Linked DNA regions of Mus musculus: all the other regions are linked to region 1. A link is a contact called in public Hi-C data. All regions are on one chromosome and are shown on one strand. Each heading gives the region's core, a stretch centred on a gene start, on an enhancer-like site or on the middle of the called end of the contact. The rest is flanking DNA. Distances are from core to core; before and after follow the strand shown. Region 1 overlaps Pdhx (pyruvate dehydrogenase complex, component X). Region 2 overlaps Slc1a2 (solute carrier family 1 (glial high affinity glutamate transporter), member 2). Region 3 overlaps Slc1a2 (solute carrier family 1 (glial high affinity glutamate transporter), member 2).

Evidence for each region. A called contact is a pair of places that touch in the nucleus more often than the background predicts.
Region 2: a contact with region 1 is called in a Hi-C map of bone marrow-derived macrophages, with 31 read pairs. The contact joins two enhancer-like sites. A contact is called at or near these places in 2 of 15 datasets of contacts at CTCF or cohesin (CD8 T cells and the NIH/3T3 cell line), 2 of 484 Hi-C or Micro-C datasets (Th2 cells and bone marrow-derived macrophages) and 1 of 115 datasets of contacts at active chromatin or transcription factors (effector CD8 T cells).
Region 3: a Hi-C map of bone marrow-derived macrophages shows a contact between it and region 1, with 23 read pairs. The contact joins two enhancer-like sites. A contact is called at or near these places in 1 of 15 datasets of contacts at CTCF or cohesin (the NIH/3T3 cell line), 1 of 484 Hi-C or Micro-C datasets (bone marrow-derived macrophages), 2 of 115 datasets of contacts at active chromatin or transcription factors (CD8 T cells and regulatory T cells) and 2 of 9 other capture datasets (adipose tissue and pancreatic islet).

What each region holds. Positions count from the first base shown.
Region 1 is chr2:103,057,164-103,061,256 of GRCm38.p6, reverse strand. Pdhx (pyruvate dehydrogenase complex, component X) reads left to right here. Exons shown (of 11, transcript NM_175094.5): 2 at 2,680-2,760. Among named protein-coding and RNA genes, the nearest start is that of Pdhx, 14 kb to the left of the region's middle. Within about 2 kb of position 1,851, at least 11 of the 459 cell types and tissues checked have an H3K27ac peak or open chromatin away from gene starts, as enhancers often do. A contact at or near this core is called in bone marrow-derived macrophages, where this site is marked.
Region 2 is chr2:102,723,154-102,727,246 of GRCm38.p6, reverse strand. The region is part of intron 1 of Slc1a2 (solute carrier family 1 (glial high affinity glutamate transporter), member 2); the gene reads right to left. Among named protein-coding and RNA genes, the nearest start is that of Gm13872, 22 kb to the left of the region's middle. Within about 2 kb of position 1,971, at least 21 of the 459 cell types and tissues checked have an H3K27ac peak or open chromatin away from gene starts, as enhancers often do. A contact at or near this core is called in bone marrow-derived macrophages, where this site is marked.
Region 3 is chr2:102,757,967-102,762,059 of GRCm38.p6, reverse strand. It overlaps Slc1a2 (solute carrier family 1 (glial high affinity glutamate transporter), member 2), which reads right to left. Exons shown (of 11, transcript NM_001077514.4): 8 at 851-1,045. Among named protein-coding and RNA genes, the nearest start is that of Gm13872, 13 kb to the right of the region's middle. Within about 2 kb of position 1,684, at least 50 of the 459 cell types and tissues checked have an H3K27ac peak or open chromatin away from gene starts, as enhancers often do. A contact at or near this core is called in bone marrow-derived macrophages, where this site is marked.

The sequences.
Region 1 (4,093 bases), core at 602-3,101:
CTGAGCTTTTAGATTGAGGCTGGCTTCTTATCTGTTTAGGAGTAAGAGTTTGTTGCCGTCCTAAACACATTTGTCTCTATGAGTTTAAAAAATAACTGTTGAGAGTTGCACTTGATAAGCATTCCTTAGCAGTTGTCTTCATTTGTTTAGTAAGCCATGAAAAGCAGTAATCAGCTCCATCACAATCCGAGATTTAAAAGCTCATTTTATTACTTGAAAATGTGTGTCGTGTATTAACTTCTGAACACGTGCCGAAAATTTTCATAACTACAAGAGTCCAATCATTGCAGTTTGGAATTGTACCATGTGTATGTGTGTTTGCTCTAAGTAGGCTCCCCTACGTCCACTTGATTTAATTAAGACTTTGATGGTCTCCTCATAGATAACAGTGTATTGAGGTGGTACAAAGACCTTTGCATCATTTCTACCTATCTAGAATCCTAATTCTTTTAGTGCACAAAGATTAGTTTGACTAAGAAAAACACTTTTAGAGCTGTTTTGTAGTTGTAGTTTATTTTAACTAGACTTCAGTTTGGAATTAAATGAGATTATTGGTGATAGTTAATGAAAGCCAGAGTAGACACGAGCGGAATGCCTCTGTTCTCCAGCCTCTTTGCTGATAACTTAGGAGTTAGGAGACCCATTGAATCTGTTTTCCCCTCATTTTTAAAATTAAAATTATTTACTTTATTTTGAATGTATAGAAGTTCTAACTGCATGTATGTCTGTGTACCACATTTATGCTTGTACCTCAGAGGCCAGAAGAGCTCCTCAATATTCTGGAACTAGAGTTACACATTGTTATAAGATATCATGTGAGTTTGGGACTCAAACCCTGGTCCTCTGGAAGAGCAGCAAGTGACGTACTAAGCTAGCTCACTAGCTCTCCAGCACATATTTATATCTGTTCTCTTGAGATAGCTTGAGATTAACTGCTCTCTAGTGCATTTGAAACACTCATCATCATTTGTAAAAGTGCTTTCTTAATGCTGCAGTTCTATATACCCGAGGTAAAGGTATATTAGGTATTTTGTTAGACTTATAAAATATATTCATGTGGAGTTGATACATCTGTGGTTGATCCGTCTGGTTTGTTGTGGTTGATCCCTAGGCTACCAGTAACCAGTAATTAATTGATGAGTTGCATTTAATGGACATTAAGGTACACAGAGACACAAAGTACCATAGCATAGTAGAAGCTAGCCTTAAGTTAGGCAGGAGGTCTGAACTACAGTCTTTTGATTGAAAATGTGAATGCTATACTAGGACATGTAGTTTAGACTCTCATTGTTGAGCCATTACAAGTGGCCATTCTACTTTTCTAGCTTTTTAAGACTGATGCCAACTGAAAGTCAGGTGACTAGAGATCAAATGAGTAGGTAGAGTCTAAACACTGATGGCTTGATTGGAATGGGGAATGCCTTAATATCCATGGACATCTGTGGGTGGACTTCTCAATCCAGCCCTGTATTTATTAGACTTTGGTCCTTTTGGTTGTGGGTGAGAGGTTGTGTGTGAATTGCTGCCTCAATCCTACAGAACCTTAGTGATTGGAACAGAAAGAATTGGACCTGCAGACCTTCCTTTGGAAGGAAATTGATTAGCACCCAGACCATGGAAGACCTGAGAAGACACACATTTTCCACTAACAAAAAAATTATTTTTTAAAGAAATGAAGACATTGTATAAGTGCTATTTCTGGTCTTTCAGAGAGAAGTGAAGAGCAGAGAGTTTTCCTGTGACTATTGTATACTTGAAAGGACTGAAAATGCCTTTATTATGAGGCCATAGGCATTTTCCACTTGAAACTACAGTAAACTCAGTTGGTTTCCAAAAGGAAATAAATATCTGACTTCCTTAAACGTGTGTGAGATGCTCTTGCTTTTAACCCTGTAACATTAACAAAGAGATGGCAAGCATAATGTGTCCTCCTCATGTTTGCAATGGGTGCAGCCTGTGCCACAGACCTCTGAGAGTCCTTTAGGACAAAGACATTCCATTGATGACTTCTGGGGATGGCATTTGTTGCTCTGGCATTCTGCCAGAATAACTTTTATATAAGTTGTAATGTAAAAGACTCACGCATTTCCAGTGAGGCCCTAAACAGTGAAGCCTCTTGGGAAGGATGCTGGATGGTTGTATAGTGTGCCCTTTAGGTACCTAAGGAGAAAGTAGTTTCTTAACTATGCTTTCCTGGAGGTCTCCTGAGTCAAGGGGATGTTTTTATAGCACCTATTGGGATCTAAGGTCTGCTTAACTCCTAGGTTTTCCTGCCCAATACAGTTGTACATTGAATAGCATAGGATTAGAAGTTAAGTTATTAGATCTGATCCTGATTGTTATGCTATAGGATATTAGAGCCCTATCTTGTTTTTGTTCTGTGTCTTTTAGCCATGAAAAGGGATCTGAAAGTATTCTAAATATTTAAGTTATTTAAGTATTAATGTTTTGTTTTTCCGTAGTCACTTCATTTCCAATTTGCAGTATACTTTTGGTGTGTCCTTTTTCAATAGATTGTGAGGGACATTGTATGTGTGTGTTAGTACATGAGTGTGTGTAGTATGAATGTATGTATAGTGTAGTATTTGTGTGTGTGTAATATTTGTGTTGGTATGTGAATGTGAGTATGTAGCATTTTTGTGTGCCTGTTTGGTTAATCTTTTCTGTTTTTAATTTCAGCGGATCCTATTAAGGTCCTAATGCCATCACTGTCTCCTACGATGGAGCAAGGGAACATTGTGAAATGGCTGAGAAAGGAAGGTGAGCAGCTGTGTTCCTGATGTTCTTCCCTGCTGGATGACTTGATCATTTGGTTCCTGTTGCACCATGTAGTTTACGTAATGCATGATAGGAAGGAAGCAGATGTGTTTCTTTGCTAGTTGGTGTAGATTTGTGTGAATAAACACTTACCATATTGGTATATCAGACTCTTTTCACTGTCACATAATGGTGAACTCTTCAAGGCTTTCCCTTCCAACTTTTAGTTCTTTTTTGTGGCTTTTAGGTTCAAAATCATTCTCATGCTGCTTAACTTAAAACCTTATTGTGTGTGTCTGTGTCTGCATATGTTCCTGGAGCCAGGAAAGTGCTTCCAATAGAAAGGACAAATAAATAAGAAAGAATATAAGGGGCACTCTTAAAAAAGAAACAACAGCAACAGCGGAGGACTGGCTTGCTACTTACTGGGCCCTAAGCCTCTACAGTTAAATCTGCGGTAGGTGCTTCAAAACACAGACTGGTGGAACTGAATAGAAAATGGAGCAGTAAATACTCATGGATGTTTTAAGTGTGAAAACACACAGTATTATATTCATTGTTTGTGTTGTGCCAAGACTAAATTATCAATAAGTCAGATACTGTATAAAAATAAAAACATTTGTCACAAGTACTAGGAAAAAGCTTGATAGATTCTTATATAGCTGACAGTGTAATGAATTCTCTGCCTCTCAGAATCTATAGTCAAGAAGGCAGTAAGTGTTAAATTTGATGAAAAAGTTTTCGTAGAGCTTGAGAAACTGCTCAGCAGTTAAGCGTACTGACTCTTCCAGGAGATCCGGGTTTGAGTCCCAGTACCCAGATGGTAGCTCACAACTGCCAGTAACTGCAGTTCTGGGGATCTAGCACTTTCTCCTGGCCACCATGGGCACTAGGCACACACGCTGTATACGTGCATATGTACATGTCAAACACGTACACATAAGACAAAGTAATAACGATAGTAATAAATTTATATAACAGAAAAGATGGCAAGCCAAATAAAAAGAATCTAGTGATAAACTGAAAAAAACAGTATTTGTAGCATGTACCATAAAGCATGACTGATTATTCCTAAAAAAATCAATATATGACAGGTAAGTTACGGAAAAAAGATTCGGAATGACTCTTCAATATAGAGGGAAAAGATATTTAATCTAAAAAACACTAGCAAACAAGTACTATTTATATAAAACATTGTGTTTCAATATCATGGACAGAAATGTAGACGTTTGACCAGTTGACTAATGGATGGAGTGGTGGAAGTGAGTGCTCTCAAAGACTCAGAGTGCAAAGTAGTCTAAATGTCCCAGTGATACACTGGTAAAAATAAGACAGA
Region 2 (4,093 bases), core at 722-3,221, 330 kb after region 1:
AAATGTACCACATAATTTTTCTGGGTAGGTTATGATGTAAACCTCTTCTCTTTCTCCCCATAAAGTACAGTATCTGTCTCTTACTAATGGACTGCAGAGTTGGGTCTGGTCTCAAGTAAGGTACAAAGGGGCGAGGGAGGAATGATTTGAGGGTCTTAGAGTGATCCACGTCTACGGAATCTACGAGACACCTATAGAAGCAAGGGAAGGAGCCTTCTGCAGTCAAACATGGAGTAAGTAGTTTATCCTATGGATATACAAGCCTTCAGAATGATGCATAAAGGAATCACGAGAAAGGATGTCTTAAGTCTCTTGGCCTACAAGTCAACAGGATTCCCAGGTAGCACCTAAGGATGCTGCTGCCAAAGGCATCTAGGTCTTTTACATGTAGCAGGAAGTCGTGGTACCACTTTTTATGAACATCATGGAGTCATTCTAACAGATCCACACACAGACAGCCCTGGAAGTGGTAAAAAGTCACCATATTGGCCACTGGATCATCAACGCTTGACTCCTGAGCATCTCAGTTAAAAGGCTCTTATTCCAAGTGTACTGGAAAAAAAGTTTCACTCACACTCAATTTGTAAAAACTTCAATTTGGGGCGTGGCAAATGTTTTTCCTGCATCAATACTTACATGGTCAACTCAGAATTATGACACGCAAACAAAGATCACATCTGTCTTTGTTGGATCCTCTATAATATGGCATGCACAGTGGCAGCCATTTATTGGGTATTGAGTAAAACTGGAAGATTGAATTAAACATTAGGACAAAATGCAGTAATGGGGTTAGATGAGGTCTACAGTGTTTCCTGAAAAAGACCTCTGGACTCACATACAGAGAGGGGCTTTGAGTGAAGACAGAAATGTCAGGCTTTTTGTGTCCTGCACAGTCTTGCCTTCTTCCTCCACCCACGATCTCCCAGTTTTTCTGAGGCTACGTTCAGCGTACACTGAGCCTTTTGTACCTTACTTGAGACCAGACCCAACTCTGCAGTTCATTAGTAAGAGACAGATACTGTACTTTATGGAGAGAAAGAGAAGAGGTTTACATCATAACCTACCCAGAAAAATTATGTGGTACATTTTTGTTTAAAGAACTTTTGTTCTTCCCTTAGTCCAAGATGCTAACAAATCATAACTCTCTATCTGGAAGAGGTAAGGGCACCGTGCTGGCCACTGCATCATTAACATTTACTCCTGAGTACCCAGGTTAAAGGCCTTTCTTTCCAAGAGTCTCTGAAGAAAGCTTTGTTCCTGCTCAACTTACAAACCCTTCAATTTGAAGTTTGGCAAGGTTTTGTCTTGAATCAGTGGCTTACCTGGTTGGCTCAAGGCTGTTGCTTTTATGTTTGAACTAACCACACATAAAGGCAGATTGGTTTCATTTCAAAATCCATATTTTACATCTCTTAAAATATGAAAAACATAACCATTAAGTAATTCACCTCTGAGTGGTAGCTGTCAGTTAGAAATGAGAAAAAAAAAAACTTTCAACAAGACTCCACTACAACAGTCTCCACCAGTCTCTATTGCCTTCCTGATAAAAACACCAAGTATCAATTAACATTCTTCATCAAGAACTCTGTGATGCTTTTCTAGTGGAATATAAATTTTCTCTTGCCTGGCTCCTCTAAAATTGGATTCCCTCTCTGTACAGATGAAACCATCCTCAAACGTAAGCATCGGGTAGTTTAACAGTGAATCTCTTTTATTTTACCAAGGATGTCACATAATTTATAACTCTGAGTAGATTCCCTAGGGACAAATGTGAAAACAATATTGATCTCACTTCTGAGGCAATGCAGAAAGAAAGACCAACATGTGACTGGCAAGTTATAGGGGCTGGAGGGGCCTTCGTGTTCTTCTCTGCTGTCTCCTTATTATCAATGGTCTAAAAGTAGATCTCTCAAGAGTAATGACTCAGTGTGTGCTCAGACACCCAGCTATGACTTCAGCCTTTTCTTTACAAGTCTACCGTGGGGGTAGGTGCTATAGACTGTGTGCTGTGCTCACAGCCTATAAGAGCTGGCTTGACAGCAGGGCTTTACAGCATCTTTTACGGGAGATGTTTTGTACACTGTGAGGAATGCCTTTAGTCAGTGTTTGGACAATGTTGACTAACTTGCTTGTTGTCAAGTAGCTGAGAAAGGGTAGGCCTGGGAATCACAGCTCTTGTCTGTCTCCATCAAAGCCCGGTTCTCTTCACTGTGCATGGTGACTAGAAGAGCCTAGATCTTTAAGATGAGAATAATGTCCACATGTGTTGTTTCCTTAATGGGTCACAGAACTGATCTCAATTATCCGTGTGTGTGTGTGTGTGTGTGTGTGTGTGTGTGTGTGTGTGTGTGTGCTTGCAAGCGTGTGTGTAAATAAGGATTGCTTTGTTTTATCTTACTGCTCTCAAGCAAACTTCTCATTCTCCAGCCTTACTAAGACACCCGTGTCAAGCTCACAGCTGCTGATTCACCCACAAAACTCACTTATGAAAAGCAAGACAACTTCCTCCTAACATGACAGCCACTTGGGTGGCATCAGGGCATGTGCTTGAGACCTAGGGATGGCAATGGTGTTTGCATAAGCAGGGGTAATAGGATGAAGTCACCAGGATTGGCCCACCAAGGCCACTCTAACCTGTCATCACCCCTTACCTTAGGTTCTCCGAAGATCTTCATCCCAAGCTTGACATTAATTCACTCTGGCTAAGAGTAATGTTCAGACCAGTTTGAAAGTACTGTTTTCCTCTGAGTGGTCAAGATACTAGGTTTTGGAGAAAGAATGACAATTTTCCATAACTTAGTCCCAGTACTCTATGGCCATGCAAAGCAAAAGAGCATCTGGGCCCTTCAGCCCTTCCCCAAAGAAGATGCTGATGAAATATTTCTTGACACTCTCAGCACAACTCTCTCTGAAGGAGACCCAGATAGATTCGGTCAGTAAACCGTGATCTTTTATTTAAACCTATTTTAACATAAGATACATAAACATGTAAAAATATACAAATTACCATGTGACACTTGAATACCTAAACATACTGTGAAATGTATAGATTGAATTAAACATACATATCTCCTCAAGTATTTGTCGTTTCTTTTGGAGGGAAAGCATTAAAAAGAATCCTACAGCTTTTTAAAATGTATTGCACATGATTATTTTTCTCTCTTGAGTAGTTGTTCTTAGTTGTTAGGGATTAGTTCTAATGTTTTGTCTTAATACAGATAATCACATGGGAATCTACACGGCCAGACGCTGAGGATCCCTGTCCCCAATTGATTTTTGATTGGTCAATAAAGTCACTAAGAGCCAATGGCTAGACAGGGAGACAGGAGTAGGACTTTTAGGATTCCCAGACAAGGGATGAGGGGAAGAAGAAGGAGCAGAATTGCCATGATGGGGAAGCAGAGAGATTGGATTTAAGAGCTGCAGGAGAGAAAGCATCCAGCCACATAAAGGTCAGGGAAGCAGACCCAGGGGCCACTTTGGTCTGGGGTAGCAGAGAGGAAATATATATTTAGCAAATATTATCAGGAGTATTGGAGGGGAGTGCATTAGCCACTTGAAGGTTCAGGAGTGGCCCAGTTATTGAGCTAGTTAAAGCTTATCAAAGTATAAAGGGTGTGTGTGTGTGTGTGTGTGTGTGTGTGTGTGTGTGTGTGTGTGTTTTCATTTGCTAATCCAGAGAACTCTTGTGGGTGGCAAGATTTAGCAGATTACCTCTACACTCATACACTCACTCAGCAGGTTAAGTGGTCCTGGTGATACCATTAACATCTAAGAGCTTTGGGGGACAGTGACTATTTTCTGCTTCATCCTCCTAAGAGCCGCTCTAAGGGCTAGAAGGGCAGGACTGTGTCATGTTATTATAACTCTCACATTTAAATGAAGATATTGAGAACATTTAGCTTGCCTGAAATCATGTACCAAACAACACAACCACAGGAGAAACTCATGTCACTCCAACATCAAAAGCTCAGGTTTTGCTACTATACTCAAGTAACTGGGTAGCCTAGTCAAATACTCCTCTGTCCTCTGGTCCTACCATCACCTCAGTGGAAGTTGCAGACCATGGCTCATCATGGAAATGTTTGCTGGC
Region 3 (4,093 bases), core at 435-2,934, 300 kb after region 1:
ATGGCGATACTAAAATGACCTTATGGTACAGTGTCAGTGCAACACTGAGCGGTTTGGAGACTGAAGCGTTCAATGACTACAAATAAGATCTGAGTCTGTGGTGAAACAGCTCGTTTTAGATGAGCTCTCCGGACAATGTTCTCAATTAAAAAAAAAAATAAAGCCAGAGAGTAAATAAAAGCTTCAGTGAAAGCAGAGCCGTGTACCACTTATTTACAAAAAAGTATTCACTCAACTAATCTATGCTGTACTGAGGAATCTTTGTAGTTCACCATGTACCTTGGAATAGTGAAAGCAGCATGTTTTAAATATTAATTTGGCATGTCTAGGTGTTTATACAGTACATGTATAGGGACCAGAGGACAACTTAAGAGGTAGTTGTCTTTTTCCATTATGTAGGGCCTCAGGGTTAACGTCTGGTGGCAAGCACCTTTCATCCACTGAACTCTCTCACCTACAATATTTTAATAACAGACTAATTGGGCCCAGAATAAGTAAAAGTCACCACAGCTACAGCCATGCCATGCCAGCTCATGAGTAGCCTTGGATAAACCACAATACTTCCAACCTTGTGTGTTGGATAAGCATAGAAATAACTGTACGGCCAAATTTATAGGACTGTTAACAGTCAAACGGGATCTGGGCGCCAGTGGGCATGTGCAATACATACAGATGGGACAGACTCCCTTTCCTTCCTGCTACAACCTCCTCCCTTTGAAGTCTGTCAGTAATTCCTTCACTGTGTTCTCACTAGAGCTGAAACTCAAGGAGCTTCTGTCAAGTGAGGGTGGTATGGAGTGGGACTGGGGGAGCCGGATGTCTCTGTGTCCTCTGCATGCACGTCACTCACCTTACAGTCACAATCTGACCTCCATCCAAGATGACCCCATTCATTTGGGCTATGAAGATGGCTGCCACAGCCTCGTAAAGGGCTGTGCCATCCATGTTAATGGTTGCTCCGACTGGGAGGACGAATCTGGTCACACGCTTGTCAATCCCTAGATTATCTTCCAAGCAACGGAAGGTAACAGGCAAAGTTCCAGCACTAGGGGCGAGAGAAGAGGAGAGAGAGAGAGAGAGAGAGAGAGAGAGAGAGAGAGAGAGAGAGAGTTAGTTTTAGAGGCAGGACAAAGAACTAACCAGAATGACACAGCAAAAAAAAAATTAGCAGTAACTAGGAACAATTCTAATTTAGCTGCTGATAGGCAACACAATATTTAGTTGGTTCAGGATTCTCAGAGCTACTCAGTGCCTGCCAAGTCCTCTGTCCTTCAGTCCCTGTTTCCATCTTAGGGTAAATCTTGAAGCACTTCTGATTGTGCACATGAATTGGGCTGAGAAAAAATTATGTCAGCTGTCAACAGCAAAACATAATGAGGAACTTTTGAATGACCCATAGTTCCATGCCAGAAATGCTATTCCAACAAAATGACTGCATGGACCGCATCCAGCCCCTGGGACTCATCTTGAGTTGGGCTCACTAACTGGGAGAATGCTGGACAAACATGTTGGACACTCTTTAGCATGAACACAAGCTTTGAACAGTCCACTGGGGAGCCTGACATACAGTCAAACTCCCAGACACATGGCCACCAGCCAACCCCCAAGTCTCTGCCATGACAGGGCAGGAAATCATGTGATCTGTAGCTAAAGGTGGTGTGGAGTGACTTCACTCTCAGGCGTCCCAGGCATCAGATGGTGATCCACCCACATGGCCCGCCCTTAGAGGCTGGAACATTTGACATGTTCCTACATCTAAAATAGGACACCTAAGAGAACAAGGCTTCCTCATGTCCAGACCATTGCATCCTTTTAGACAATAGTGCAGAAGAGATTAGAGTTTAAAGAATGTTTAAATCAAGCAAAGGAACCAAACAGCACTGGTTGCTTTATAGTTTGTCTTGCTTTCATTATTTTTATCCAGTTCAGACAGCATTTGGAGGTATTTTCAAGCCCTGGTCATAGTTACTCCCTCACACTAGTTATACATGGGGTGTCAACAAGACTGGTCACATTCTGAAGGGTCTCAGTTTCTCAGAGTGGGAGAAAAAGATGAGCTTAGAACTGTGCTGATTCCAAGGCCTACTCAGGACCAATAAATCTGGAAGCTAAAAAATAAGAGACACCCAAGTCCACATCTTAAACTGACCAAGGAGTCAACTTACCAGACAGAAAGAACATCTTTTGTGATTACAGTCAGGGCTCTGTAATACCTACTGTTGGTCTTATGGTAGGAGAAGTCAATTGAATAGGTGGTATGTGTGTTGGGTTGGGGGGGGGGTTGTTTACAAAAGCCTTATTAACCCAAGTAAAAAGTGAGGATTTGTTCTCATTTGCATGCAGGAGATACCGTGGTTCTGGCTTGCTGCCTCCGCTGTTTCTATTAGAAACCGGTGTCCTTGTGTTCCCCTCAATTCCTCTCCCCACTTCCTGGGACTGTTTCAGAGGGTTTCCTAGATACCACAACTGATCTAAGATGGTTACCTAGTCAATGTTGGTGGCTGGGATCCTCAAGCATATTGTTCAACGCTTACTCCCTGGATCACTAAAATGTATTAATTTTTCTTGTTGCGTCTACTTTTCCAAAATATCATCAAAGGGTCTTTGGCCACAGAGACTGGAGAAATGATTTGTGAAGCATGGAGACAGTCCCCATTCTTCTACTGAGCGGGTTTTATGGTTATGTCCTCCAAATCCACATAGACTCAACTGGCCCAGACTAGTCCTTGAGCACATTAGGGCTTTCCTGTGCTGACAGGATGACACTCTGGCATTGCTTTTTGGCTCCCATCTGAGAGGCCCAATGATGTTGCTAATAATAATGTCCAATATTGAGATTCTTCCTATGACATGATACACCCCCCAGCATGCTCTGAAGCCAGAAATTTGGAACACACTCCTCTCTGATGCCTGTCTCCATATTCATCAAAGAGCCAGTCAGTCACCCTCAGTGTTGCTATTGTTATGACGGCCCTGTTTGGAACCTTTGTGATGTAAAGTTTAAGTGGATACCGGCTATTTGGCCATCCTTGGGGCTCTTAAGCCTTGACTCTGTTTCTAGTCCCACCTCTGCTCCTTGATTGTCACCATGAGAAGCAAAGATCATGAGCTCCCACTGCTGTGGAAAGACTTGTTCATGTTTTCTCTCTTTCTCTCCACAGGAAGAGTAGAGAGGAAGTTGTCTTGTCTTTTAAAATTACCAGGATAACTGGCTATTCAAAAGAAAAACAATAATAATTTTTGAAATAATTTAAGGACAAATTCATGAAAGCATTATGTTATAATTGTGGATAGAAAAAATATTTGAGCAGAACTGAGTTTCTAAATTTAAAAAAAAAGTATTCACAGCTTTTAATATAATACAAATAAAATACTTTCAGTGCCAAAAGTTAGTATTTATTTCCAAGGCAGATGTCTAGGAGGGAGGTTTCTTATCTGTAGCATGTGATGTAAGAGTTAATAATTCATATGCATAATGTGAGCTTGAAAACCACCCAGGAAAGGATGAGTACCCACAAAGAAAATCGAGCTAGCTCACACATGACTCAAGAGGCAAGGAATGGGGAGGAAAAGGCAGTAAGAAATAAAAAGATGTTTTCCCCCATCTGTAATCAAATACATGCAAATTTGCTGAGTAGTTTTCCCACCAATAAGATTGGAATGCATCAAAGCAACACAGATGTGGAATACCCAGCTCTGGTGAGTGGATGGGGAAGGACACTCAAACACAGTTGGTGGGAAAATTACATTCTGGACTTGCTGAAGTGTTAATCGGCAGTGCACGTCAAAAGAGCCAGTGAGCACTTCTTGACTCAGAAAGTCCAGGTCTAGAATGCATCCTGAGGTGATCATCAGAGACCCTGGCAGAGATATTTGTGAGAGTCCTGTTTAACCAACATGTTTTAGATTTACACCTCTGGGCATGTACAGCATAATTATTATTTCATTTTATTTACATGTTTGAATGTTTGGTCTACATGTATGTATGTGTATGCCTGATACCCATGGAAGCCAAAAGAGGGTGTTGGATCTTCGTGGGTTGGAGGTACAGGTGGTTGTGAGCTGCCATTCAAGTACTGGGAACCGAACTCAA